Linked DNA regions of Mus musculus: all the other regions are linked to region 1. A link is a contact called in public ChIA-PET data. All regions are on one chromosome and are shown on one strand. Each heading gives the region's core, a stretch centred on a gene start, on an enhancer-like site or on the middle of the called end of the contact. The rest is flanking DNA. Distances are from core to core; before and after follow the strand shown.

Region 1 (3,496 bases), core at 287-2,786:
TGAGGAGCAAGCCAGTGAGTTCTTCTCCATGGCCTCTGCTTTAGTTCCTGGTTAGCGTTACCTCCCTGATTTCTTCTGATGACGGAGTATAAAGTGAAAATCCTAAGCTGAAATAAACACTTTCCTCCTCAACTTGTTTTTGGTCATGGTGTTTATCTCAGAATAGAAAGCAAATTAAGACAGTGCATTAATAGTGGTACAGAAGTTACAGGGTTTTTAGATTGATAGTGAAGGTCCCTGCCAACAGAATGAAGTATGAATTTGTGTTTTGGCTGTAAGATGGGTCCTAATATGGTTTTGAAAGCTTGGTTTTTAAGCATAGGAATGAATGATTTTTAAGAAAAAGAACGCAGTCTGATCCAGGCTGGTTCAAGTTTTAATTCTTTTTTCATGCACATTCATGTGGCTTTAGGCTGGGTACACAACATCCATTAGCATGGGTTTGAGCAGACCAACTCCCCACCTGGGATACATTACAACCTGCTTAAACACGTTCAGTGTGAGGCAGATGGTAATCTGAAAGGCACTTCAGTACATGCACAGGGAGAAGAAAAGGAAGGGTGACACATTTGAACTGGAGAATCATCAAACAGTAATTACACATACATTTAATGTCTCTTTTAATAAATACTGATTTAAGTAATGATGCTTTTAATAATTTACAGCTTTTAAAGTAGCTCTTGGGAGTATAACTAAAAGAAAGAGAGAGGAAGAGGGAGAGGGAGAGGGAGAGGGAGAGGGAGAGGGAGAGGGAGAGGGAGAGAGAGAGAGAGAGAGAGAGAGAGAGAGAGAGAGAGAGAGAGAAAGGAAGAGTACACTGTAACCATGACAGCACCTTCGCTTCCTGTGCTGTCTCCAGCAAGCTGAGCTGGGGGAGGCACAACACTGGTCTCTACCACTTGGTTTTAGTCTGCATGCTTAATGGCAGCATTCAAGGAGCCAAGTGCAGGCTCACATTTAACACTTCCAAACAACTTTTTGAAAAAAGTACAAGAGAAAAAGTATCAGCCTTTTAGACAGAACTTCTGTGACTTTGATGCTCATAGGTAGAGCAAGCACCAGGTTTAAAAGCAATCATTTCCCAGTGACACGCTGTGAGGTCATGAGGGCAGGGGCTACTTTTCTCAGTACCTGGGAGAGAGACTACAGCAGAGGAAGTGTTTAGTAAGCACGTGTCTGTCTGTTCTGCTGGGACAGGGAAAGAATGACAACACATTTATGTCTGCATGAAAATGCCAGAGCGTGTGAAGTGTCATGACAGTAAGGTGATGAAGAGTCCCTGGGCTAGTGGAGAGGAAAGCAATAGTGAGGAAAACACAATGATAAAAATGTACAGAACACAGGACAGCAGGAGGGGAGGAGACCAGTATGCCACGATGCAGAAAGGCCATCAGAAGTTGAAAGGTATTGGAAGAACGGAGGTGTGAGTGAGCCTCCCTGCTCTATGTGAATAGAGTCAGTCTAAATTTGGTGGAATAGGAAGGGGAGGAACCAGGAAGGCAGCTCTGGAGATGAGAAAATGAGGCAAGCGGGCAAAGAAAGACATGAGTCACTCACTCATGGGCAGCCAAGGATGAGAGTCTGAGTGCTGAGAGGAAGCTATAGATGTGTTCCGGTACTTGATGGACTGTGTCAGTGTGACCTTGAGGGAGGTAAGACCCACGAGAAGCTGGAAGAGTAAAAACCAAAGGGTGTCATCTTGGGAGGGGCAGGAGAAGAGCCTGGCAGGCCTGTGAGAATTAAAGCAGTGACTGGCTAAAAAGCAGGTTGGTGGGAGAGCCGAAGCCTGCCCCAGGATTGCTCTTGTGTCTTTCCTACACTGAGTCCCTGGGGACAGATGGTGGCTATAGCTCGTTCCTTGTCAAAGACCATGGAAGAAGAGCACAAATCGCGCACACTCTTTTCCTTACAGAAAGCATCCTGGCATCAGAGCAGACTGAGAAATAGAAAAATCAGTGAACATGAAGACAGTCTTGGCCATGTCAGTGAATGCCTTCTCCTCAGGAGCACACACACACACACACACACACACACACACACACACACACACTCTAAAACTAGAATAAAGGAATGGACAATGCCATCCCGACCAGAATCAGAAGTCAGCTGTTATCCATTGTGTATGGTTGGCATCAGAATTGGAGAATGGAGTGGTAAGTCTAACATACAAGAAAAAAATCTTGGGTTTCCATCCTATCTGGGGAAATAAGAGATCACAAGAAAGATCTTTATGCTTAAATGTCTTTTAACTTTTGCTTTCAGGAAATAACACATTTAATTAAATTTTATGAAAAGTATAATTTCAAAGCCAAAAACCACAATAATAGGGTTCTCTTTGTTTGTTTGTAAGACATGGTCTGACTTTGTAACCCTGGCTGTCCTGGAACTTGGTATGTAGACCACGCTGGTCCTAAACTCAGAGATCTGCCCGCCTCTGCCTCCCAAGTGCTGGCATTAAAGGCTTAGGCCACTCCGCCTCGGTAGAGCTCTGTATTTTATATATGAAGAAAGAAAACCAAGCACATTTGTACATTATCCTATTGAGTACATTTTAACGGAACGCTTGTCCTCATCAAATCACAGCAGCTGACATTCTAGCCTGTGCAACAGGCGTGGAACAGGACAAGCATAGCACTGTCTACAACCATGCACTGAGGACCAGAAACATCTTCTCTACACAATGTACACTAGACTGGTCTTTAAAACTAAGTGATAACTTAGGCCATTCTCTCACTGACTAGCTTTCTGTAGGACTATGCATGATTTCCTGAGATGTTTTTTCCTAAACATCCAAGATGTGACTGAGGGTGAGACAGACATTTTTATGCCAAAGCTTCTGGGAAAACAGGACGGAAAAACAAAAATGTCTTGTTTTGAAAGTATTTTTTCCAACTTGCTCCCCTCCACATCCCTCTTCCTCGCTCACATATAACCTGTTCCCTCCTGACAGAAGGAATTTCAGTCAGCTGATAGGCAGCTGACTGCATAAACTGACTTCATTTCTTCTGAAGGGCACAACACTGCTTTGAAGTTACAGCATTCAAATAAAATAGTGAATTCTAATTTAATGGAAAGTACCTTTTTAGTCACATACGACAACGTGCACTGAAACACAGAGTGGTGGGGAAGGAAGCACTGGCCACAGGGTCCCAGCAGATGGCCACCAGGATCTGAAAGCCTTCCTCAGCACACTCCCTGCTGCATCACCTGACTCTGGCTCCTGGAGGCCCTTCCTTGTCCCTCTGTGATCTTTGGAATAACAGTACTTGAGCTGAAGTTTTAAGAATGAGATAGGAAAGCTGGATATGTGGCTCTCGGAGCTCATGCTTACCTTGTGCAAGGGTCTGGATTTGATCTCAGCCCTGCTGAAAGGACTAGACCCAGGACAAAGTGGGGAGAAGAAAGGAGAGAGAGGAATGGAGCCTAGATGTAGTGTAGAGACCACCAAAGTAATCCAAGGCAGAAACCATGCAACAGGGGAGAGAGTTCCCTGCCT
Region 2 (3,496 bases), core at 721-3,220, 240 kb before region 1:
TGAGCCCTAAAGCTCTCTCTGTTCCTGCTGGGAGATAAAGTACGATAGTGGGATGACTAAGGATGAGCCTGCAAGGTCACTGGAGCCAGGTGTCAGGATTGGGAGGCCAAATTGAAAGTGACGGGTTTTAGACGGCGTGATGAAACTTGCATCGTACAATTTATTAACGGCAAGGGATTAGAGCAGGAACAGGTGACCCACGGGAGAGGTGCTGAAGAGATCCAGGGTTAGTATAGGGAGAGTAAGGAGCATGTTTAATAATTTAGGGATCCCTAGGGAGAATGGGGGGTCTTGCCTTATGTTTGTTAGGGTAGAATGAATAGACATGGAATATCACTTAGAATGGGGTTGTCTCCCTGCCCCCCTCCCATTACGTGCCAGGTAAGAGCAATTTCTGAAGCTTTTTCCTGTAGATGCTATCTCTATCCTTCCCACATGTGTGCACGCGCGCGTGCGCACACACACACACACACACACAAACAAACAGTGCATCCTTGAGGAAACAGGACTGCCATTAACCTCTTCTTTGTTGGTAATCCACAAGCTTCATCCGCTCAGTAGCCCTTATTTGCCTCCTTCTGTGAAGAGAAAACCTCAGACAATGCATGATGAGCCTTGCCATCCAAGCTGCATGTGTGTACACAGCAGGCAGCTCTCTCCTGCTAACTTGTGTCCTGAAATCTACCCTCACATTCTCCTATCGAGCACTCATCCCACCCTTCCTTAGTCACGTGACATCACCTCTCAGGCTAGCCCCAAGTCTCCGGCCTTGTTGTGAACAGACATAGCCTGGGTTGGCCTCGTGGTTTCCAGTCCTTCTGTCAGACAACAGCAGCCTGAGAGCTCTAGACTGCCCCACAGTCTCTCATGCAAGCTTGGAACGGAGCGGCTCTGAAGCTGGGACCCGCAAAGTCTCGTTACTGAAATCTCTAACAGAAATTTAGCATCACCCTCAGTTGTGAATGTAGGCAAGGGTTGTAGGCTTTGCCAACCAGAGCCCAAAGTTCAAGCTAGAGCCCAGGCCTCTGCTCCAGCTCGGGCTCCCAAAGGTGCCCAGCCCCCTGTGAAGGCCCCGTAGAAAAGGCTTCTACTGCCAATGTGAAGACAGATGAATTGCTGGGACACACCTACCCACACACTATTTGCAGATGACCAGTGTCTTATTCTGTTTTTACAAATAAACTTGAGGCAAGATTAAAAAACAAACAAACAAAACTATATAGGATTTGGGTGGTTCCTCTGTTGGGGAGTTCCTGTCCTTAGTGTAAATGCTTAGAATTGTCTTTTACAGGATACGTCCTTAATGAAAATAAATTCACTATCCATTTGCCATTCTTTGAAAAAAAAAAAAAGATGTTTGCTGCTTTTGTTCACGAGACAGACAAGTATAGGGAATAGCTTAGCAACCTGGGACTCCGCTTGTTTTGGGCCATGCACACATCCTTGTTGGGACTCTGTTGTCCTCTGTTGGGACTCTGCTTGTCTGGACCATACACACATCCTTCTAATAATGCTCTTGGCAGCCTGAGATGCTTACATATAAGTACAATACACACATCTCTCCCTGATCAGCACGCCTAGCAACCTTTTAGCACATAGGAGCCCCACTTGCATCAAACTGTCACCTGCTTTAAACAACAGAAATAAATTACCCCGCATAGAAGCCTCTTGTAATGCCCTATTTCTATTCAAACATGTCCTGGAACATGCCCTGAAACCAAGAGAGACCGTCTGATCTGGCCTGAACTGGTTTTGAGTGCTCCGAGGCCAACTCTGTCCTCAAAGCAAACTCTCTGGGAGAGTCTCCTGCTTCCCACCCTGTGCCTGTGCATAATTGGACATTCGTAGGGCTGCCATCAGATTCATTATGGGAAAGGACATGCATGGTAAGCAGAGACTTACATAACTCAAATTTGTTACTCAAAACAGAACTGCCCAAGCTACGCCACTTTGCAACCTAGCTCCACCTTCTGTCAAACCGCATTAGAAGAATCCCCACATGGTAGTCAGGGCCCTTGAGTGCCCTCACTCAGGTGGCCCACTGTCACTCTGATTTAAACTGTCACTTTGCTTTAAATAAAATTTCCCTGTTAGATCTGTGTTTATGGAAAAAATGCTTTGAATAAGACACCAAGCATCTGGAAATGACCAGCTCAGTCAGTGACTCTGGCCACCAGTCCTCTGTCCCTACATGTCCCATTCCCCTAGAACACCAGATAACTCGGGGCATCTCGCCCCCACCCCCCACTCACACACTGTTGGCTTCCTACTGCTTCTTTATTGTACACCGTGTTTGTTGTCTCAAATGTCTCCCTTCTAGGGTGTTTGTCAAGACCCCAATGTCCTGATCCCAGACACCTGTTGTCTAACTCATCACTCAACAATGTTTATTGAAAAGAAATTTTATTGGGATAAAATTCACATAGCATAAAGTTTATCATTGTAAAGCAAGGAATCCCATGGCTTATACACAATGCTATCATCTCTACCTAGTTCCCAGGATTTCCACATCCCCAAATAAAGCTTATGCTCACTAAACAATTAGTCCCTAGCCAAAGTCATCAGTCTATAGTGCATCTATATAACTTATATATTCTATTTCAGGTGTATTAGATTATACGATAAAAGCTTCGTCTTCATCATCTTTCACTTTGCATGGTATTTTCTAGTTTTACCCATGTATTGTGTATAGTTCAGAGCTACAGTTCTTTTCTGAGTGAGTAATATTCCGACAAGTGTCTATCTTATCATTTGTTTATCTCTTCAACTGGTGACAAGCATTTGTGCTGTTTCCATTTCTTGGCTCTTGTAAATAGTTCTATGATTGTGCATCATTCCAGGCATTTTTTTCCCCTGAGCACCCGTTTTCACTCCTTTTGGATTCTCCATCTACTTTTGTTTTGCTGCTACAGCGGGCCACTCCAAGCTGTGTCGAGTGAGGGCACAGGTGTAGACCCAGCACTGACCTTAGGTACTGTAGTGGGAATGACTAACCAGGAGGGCGCAATGGCTCCCCCTTGTGGTGAGCAGAAACAAGCCCACACGTCCCTACCTTTCCTGGTAGTGCTAATACAACTATTTGTTGAGTTTATAGTGATGAATCAAAGACAAAGAAGATGCCAGGTGGGTAGAAATGCTGAGTTCTCTGATCAAAAGAAGTGATATAGATCTATGTCTTCCTTTTATTGAAGAAACAAGGCAAAGGACTCCAAATTCTCTCTGCTCTGCTTGGAGAAAAAGAAGTAAGACTGATAGAAACGGCATTTGGTATTAACTGAATGGCTCATCATATGAAAAACATAGGACTTCTGCGGAAACTGTGCCTTTGGTGTGCTGTGCTGTAGGCTAGAGAGTGGCTACTTGTACCCTGCAGGGCTGTGTCTCTTCTCCTCTGTTGCCACTTGCTGTAAAACGGAATAAGCACACAGATCCTGATTCCTAACTGCTGGTGCCCCATTCACAACAGATGCCAGGAAGGTTCCGTACCCAGCGCAGT
Region 3 (3,496 bases), core at 705-3,204, 140 kb before region 1:
TGTCTCAATTATTACACTTTTAACCATCAGGTGATTCTTTGGCTACAAAACAAATACTTATAAGCCAGGAGCTGTCTTCAGTCCTTGTCGTTGATAATTTTGCTCAGTGCTGTCAATCACCTGGGCACATTATTCATTTCCCCCACAGATGAAGTTGCTGAGGTCAGGGCTCCTCCACGTTGGCTCACAGGAGCTGGGATTCTTGTGAATTTAGTCAGCCCTAGCACTAAGCTGTTAGAACTTCAGACACAGTAAATGAATAACCACATTGCTTAGGTAACATCAGGCCACAAGAACTTGTACAGATTCTCTGTCAGTCACCTGAGTGAAATGTGTACACCCATGTCTCCTAACAGAGCTCAGTCATGGAGAATCCAGTCCCAAAGAGCCTTATTTTGGGTGGAGTGGGATGAGGAGCCAAAACAAGAGTCACCCATTTGTCAGAAAGTTTCTGGTGACTGAAACTGTATCACACAAGGACTGTCTGGGAAAAGTGAAAGATGGCATCTAAAGTTTTAAGAAACTTTGCTTCCGATTGTGGTAATGACAGGAAACCATTTTCATGTTCACAGGGTTGCACATGTATAAAAAGGCAAAACTTCCTATGCTTTGAAGGAGCCTGAGAAAAGTAGGGTATTCCCACGAGCACTGCCAGACCCCAACTTTCAGAACCAGGTCCCCATCTTCTTTCATTATGATGTGGCACTGGCTCCTTCTGGGAAGCCCAGCCTCTAGTTTTTCTTATCCTCACCCCCTGTAAAGCCACAGAAGTAACCCAACAGTGTCCGCACTGGCTTGTCTTTGTTATTTAGCTGCCGAAAACCTCAGAGTCCCCTTGTCTGTGGGTCAGGCCTCATTCCTGAAGCTCAGCGTCCAGCCGCTCTGTCTGGTCCTGTCGGCTTTGCCTCAGAGCAGCCTGCTGAGCCCAGAGTCCTTTCCTACCACAAGGCCTGTTCCCTCCTGTCTGTTCTTCTTGCCCATCAGCTCCTCCTCTCCACCCCAGCCTTAGGCCCTGGTGGCTGAGCTCGGTTCATCCTGCAGGGGCCTTCAACTCCCTTCCCCCTTTTCCCTGCCAGCCCACCCTAGAAGTCGGTTTCCAGGATCACACAGCACCGACCCAGTGGATACTATAACACTTGCGCATCAACCTCAGATTCTCAGGGAAGGAACTTCATCATATTCATTTTAGGGTGCCCAGAGTGGCATCTTGTCTCCTCCCCAGACCGCATAACTCCCTTTTATGGACAAACTCTATAAACAAGTGTGTCCTTTTCCCACTGTGGCTGACCCGACCACAAAGACAGACAGAAATGTGTATAGGAGGAAACATCTCACCTTCCAGTTGCCAGCAGAGAGGTTCTGCAGGGATCCGGCAGAGCCTTCCAAGGTGGCAGGGTTGGAACTTTCTGCTAACAGAGTCAGGTACGGCTTTACCACTGATGGATGCCACAGCATCTCGACTCCCTTGGGGGACTTGGACAGTCCAGGGATAGGCCCGACTCCATCCCACTGAAAGACAGATGGCACAGGCTGAGGGGAAAGGAAACGGGTAAGCCCTCTGGCTGCTACTCATGCATTTTGCTGGACTGGGTTTTAGCTAAATAGCGATAATCTTTTCTGCCAAATTACAGCTTTTCACTCTCTAACAAGTAAAACGGTAGAGAAAAGGAAATGCTAACTTGGTCCTCTTGTGGCGTTCTCTTTTTCTTTTTCTTCTTCTTTCCCCAGCAGCTTGGTTCCGAGTCTTTGCTGGGAGACTCTTTTCCTAGTAAGTCATCTAGCTCGTTCAGTCCGAGCAGCCGGGCCTGAGGGACTTCCAGCTCCAGCCGGTATGACAGGTTCCTCAGGGTACACACACAGTTCTCCACTGTCTGAAACCCAACACAGTGTGTAATTAAAAACATCACATGAGACGACTCGGCACTGCACACACCAACAGGAAGTAAATGGAGAACGTGAAGGAAATACTGCTGACTTAGAATGTGACGTCTAAGGGGAGGAGAACTGCTCTCCAGTCTTGAGGGCCAGGGTGCAGCTGTGAAGCGTGGACTGGCTTTACACTAAGATCCACCAGGCCTGTTCAGTGCCACACGGCACTGGAGATGCTGAGGCCTCCCACGACTTCCCATCCTCCATCCCAGTACTTCCTTCTCCCTTCCCGGAAGCAGCCCTATCGCCAGGTCTTACCTCTGCTGCCCCTCTATTTCCTGTCTCCCTTCTCTGAGGAATGCCCTAATCTTTCTGTTGACATTTTGTCTTTTGCATCTGTTTTTCCATACTTTAAATCTTTAATTGGGGCTGGGGGGGGGCACAACTGTCATTCCAACTCCGATGTCTAAAGTCACGGTTAGAGTTGCCCCACCTGGCAAGTCCTCCTTCCCAACTTGCTTGTTTCTCTCAATGTCATCTGCAGGTCTTGTTTAATGAGCTCAACTAAAAACGTGGCTGTTTCTTTGGAGACACCCCCCCCCCATCCCCAGCAGGTGACTAGTTATTTTTTTCTCTCTCAGACTCATTATTGTGACCCAAGATCTACCAATGGCTTCTCCTAGCCCAGCCTAGCCCAACACCACACGGGCACACACCTTGGGACTCCTGATACTCAGCTTGGACTTGCGGTCTTTCCCAGCCCCTGGGGCAGAATTCGCTAGAATGTCACAAGAGGAAACAGGAGGGTGCAGAGAAACTGGGGTGGGGCTGAGATGGGGCAGTGGCTAAGACTAGGAAGAGAGCTCAGGGCTGTCACCTGGAAACCACACAGATCCGGGACCCATGTGAGGTCCTTCACCCATGGTTCCAGGCCTGTTGCATTGCCACATCATGCCCAACTTGTGCTGTTGAGCGAGCACTCACTCTGTTTTGCGGTGAGCAGCTGGGAGGGTACTGACCTTGCTGTCGTAGTCAGAAGTGTTCACACACGTGTGGATCACATACAACAGCGAGTCCACCAGCCCCTCGCAGGAGCGCATTTGTTTTCGTGCTTCCTCCCCGGCAGAGCTGAGGTTCCTGGATGGACAGAAATATGTGGGAGCTGCGGAGCTGAACAACTTACCCTTCAGCCATGCAGCCTGACTTTAACGATCCCTGAGAATGGGAGCAGAGAGCAGCCATTGAAAGGTGGCTTGAGATATACCCCATATGCCACTCTACCCTTTGTTCACTGAGCTAGCCCATTCCTTTAACGTGACTAGTCATTCTCTCTCCTGAAACCCAACCTTCAGTTGAGTAGCTTCTGTGCTGGTTCAGGTATAGGCTGTGGTGGTAATTCTTGGCCGCCAGCCTGACTACATCTGGAATTACTAAAAGCCAAATCGCTGGGCACACCTGTGAGGGATTTTGTCTTGACTTAATCATTTGAAGTGGGAAGACCCACTTTTAATCTGGATCTTTGAGGTGGGAAGACTAGCCTTTAATCCAGGCCACACCTGCAGGCAGCCTGTATAATGGACACGGAAGGAGGTTCTCTGTCTCTGCCTGCTTGTTCTCACGCTTGCTA

What was found. ChIA-PET counts read pairs in DNA pulled down with a chosen protein or histone mark.
Region 2: a contact with region 1 is called in an RNA polymerase II ChIA-PET map of memory CD8 T cells, with 9 read pairs. The contact joins two enhancer-like sites. A contact is called at or near these places in 1 of 484 Hi-C or Micro-C datasets (epidermal suprabasal cells), 1 of 115 datasets of contacts at active chromatin or transcription factors (memory CD8 T cells) and 1 of 9 other capture datasets (embryonic stem cells).
Region 3: a contact with region 1 is called in an RNA polymerase II ChIA-PET map of memory CD8 T cells, with 27 read pairs. The contact joins two enhancer-like sites. A contact is called at or near these places in 2 of 115 datasets of contacts at active chromatin or transcription factors (T-cell acute lymphoblastic leukemia and memory CD8 T cells) and 4 of 9 other capture datasets (adipose tissue, embryonic stem cells, liver and 1 more).

Annotation. Positions count from the first base shown.
Region 1 is chr2:59,201,196-59,204,691 of GRCm38.p6, reverse strand. All of the region lies in intron 1 of Pkp4 (plakophilin 4), which reads right to left. Among named protein-coding and RNA genes, the nearest start is that of Pkp4, 42 kb to the right of the region's middle. Within about 2 kb of position 1,536, at least 41 of the 459 cell types and tissues checked have an H3K27ac peak or open chromatin away from gene starts, as enhancers often do. A contact at or near this core is called in memory CD8 T cells, where this site is marked.
Region 2 is chr2:59,440,160-59,443,655 of GRCm38.p6, reverse strand. No RefSeq gene overlaps it. Among named protein-coding and RNA genes, the nearest start is that of Gm46743, 21 kb to the right of the region's middle. Within about 2 kb of position 1,970, at least 9 of the 459 cell types and tissues checked have an H3K27ac peak or open chromatin away from gene starts, as enhancers often do. A contact at or near this core is called in memory CD8 T cells, where this site is marked.
Region 3 is chr2:59,337,094-59,340,589 of GRCm38.p6, reverse strand. Pkp4 (plakophilin 4) reads right to left here. Exons shown (of 22, transcript NM_026361.2): 13 at 2,889-3,006; 14 at 1,680-1,871; 15 at 1,336-1,509. Among named protein-coding and RNA genes, the nearest start is that of 5330411J11Rik, 48 kb to the left of the region's middle. Within about 2 kb of position 1,954, at least 68 of the 459 cell types and tissues checked have an H3K27ac peak or open chromatin away from gene starts, as enhancers often do. A contact at or near this core is called in memory CD8 T cells, where this site is marked.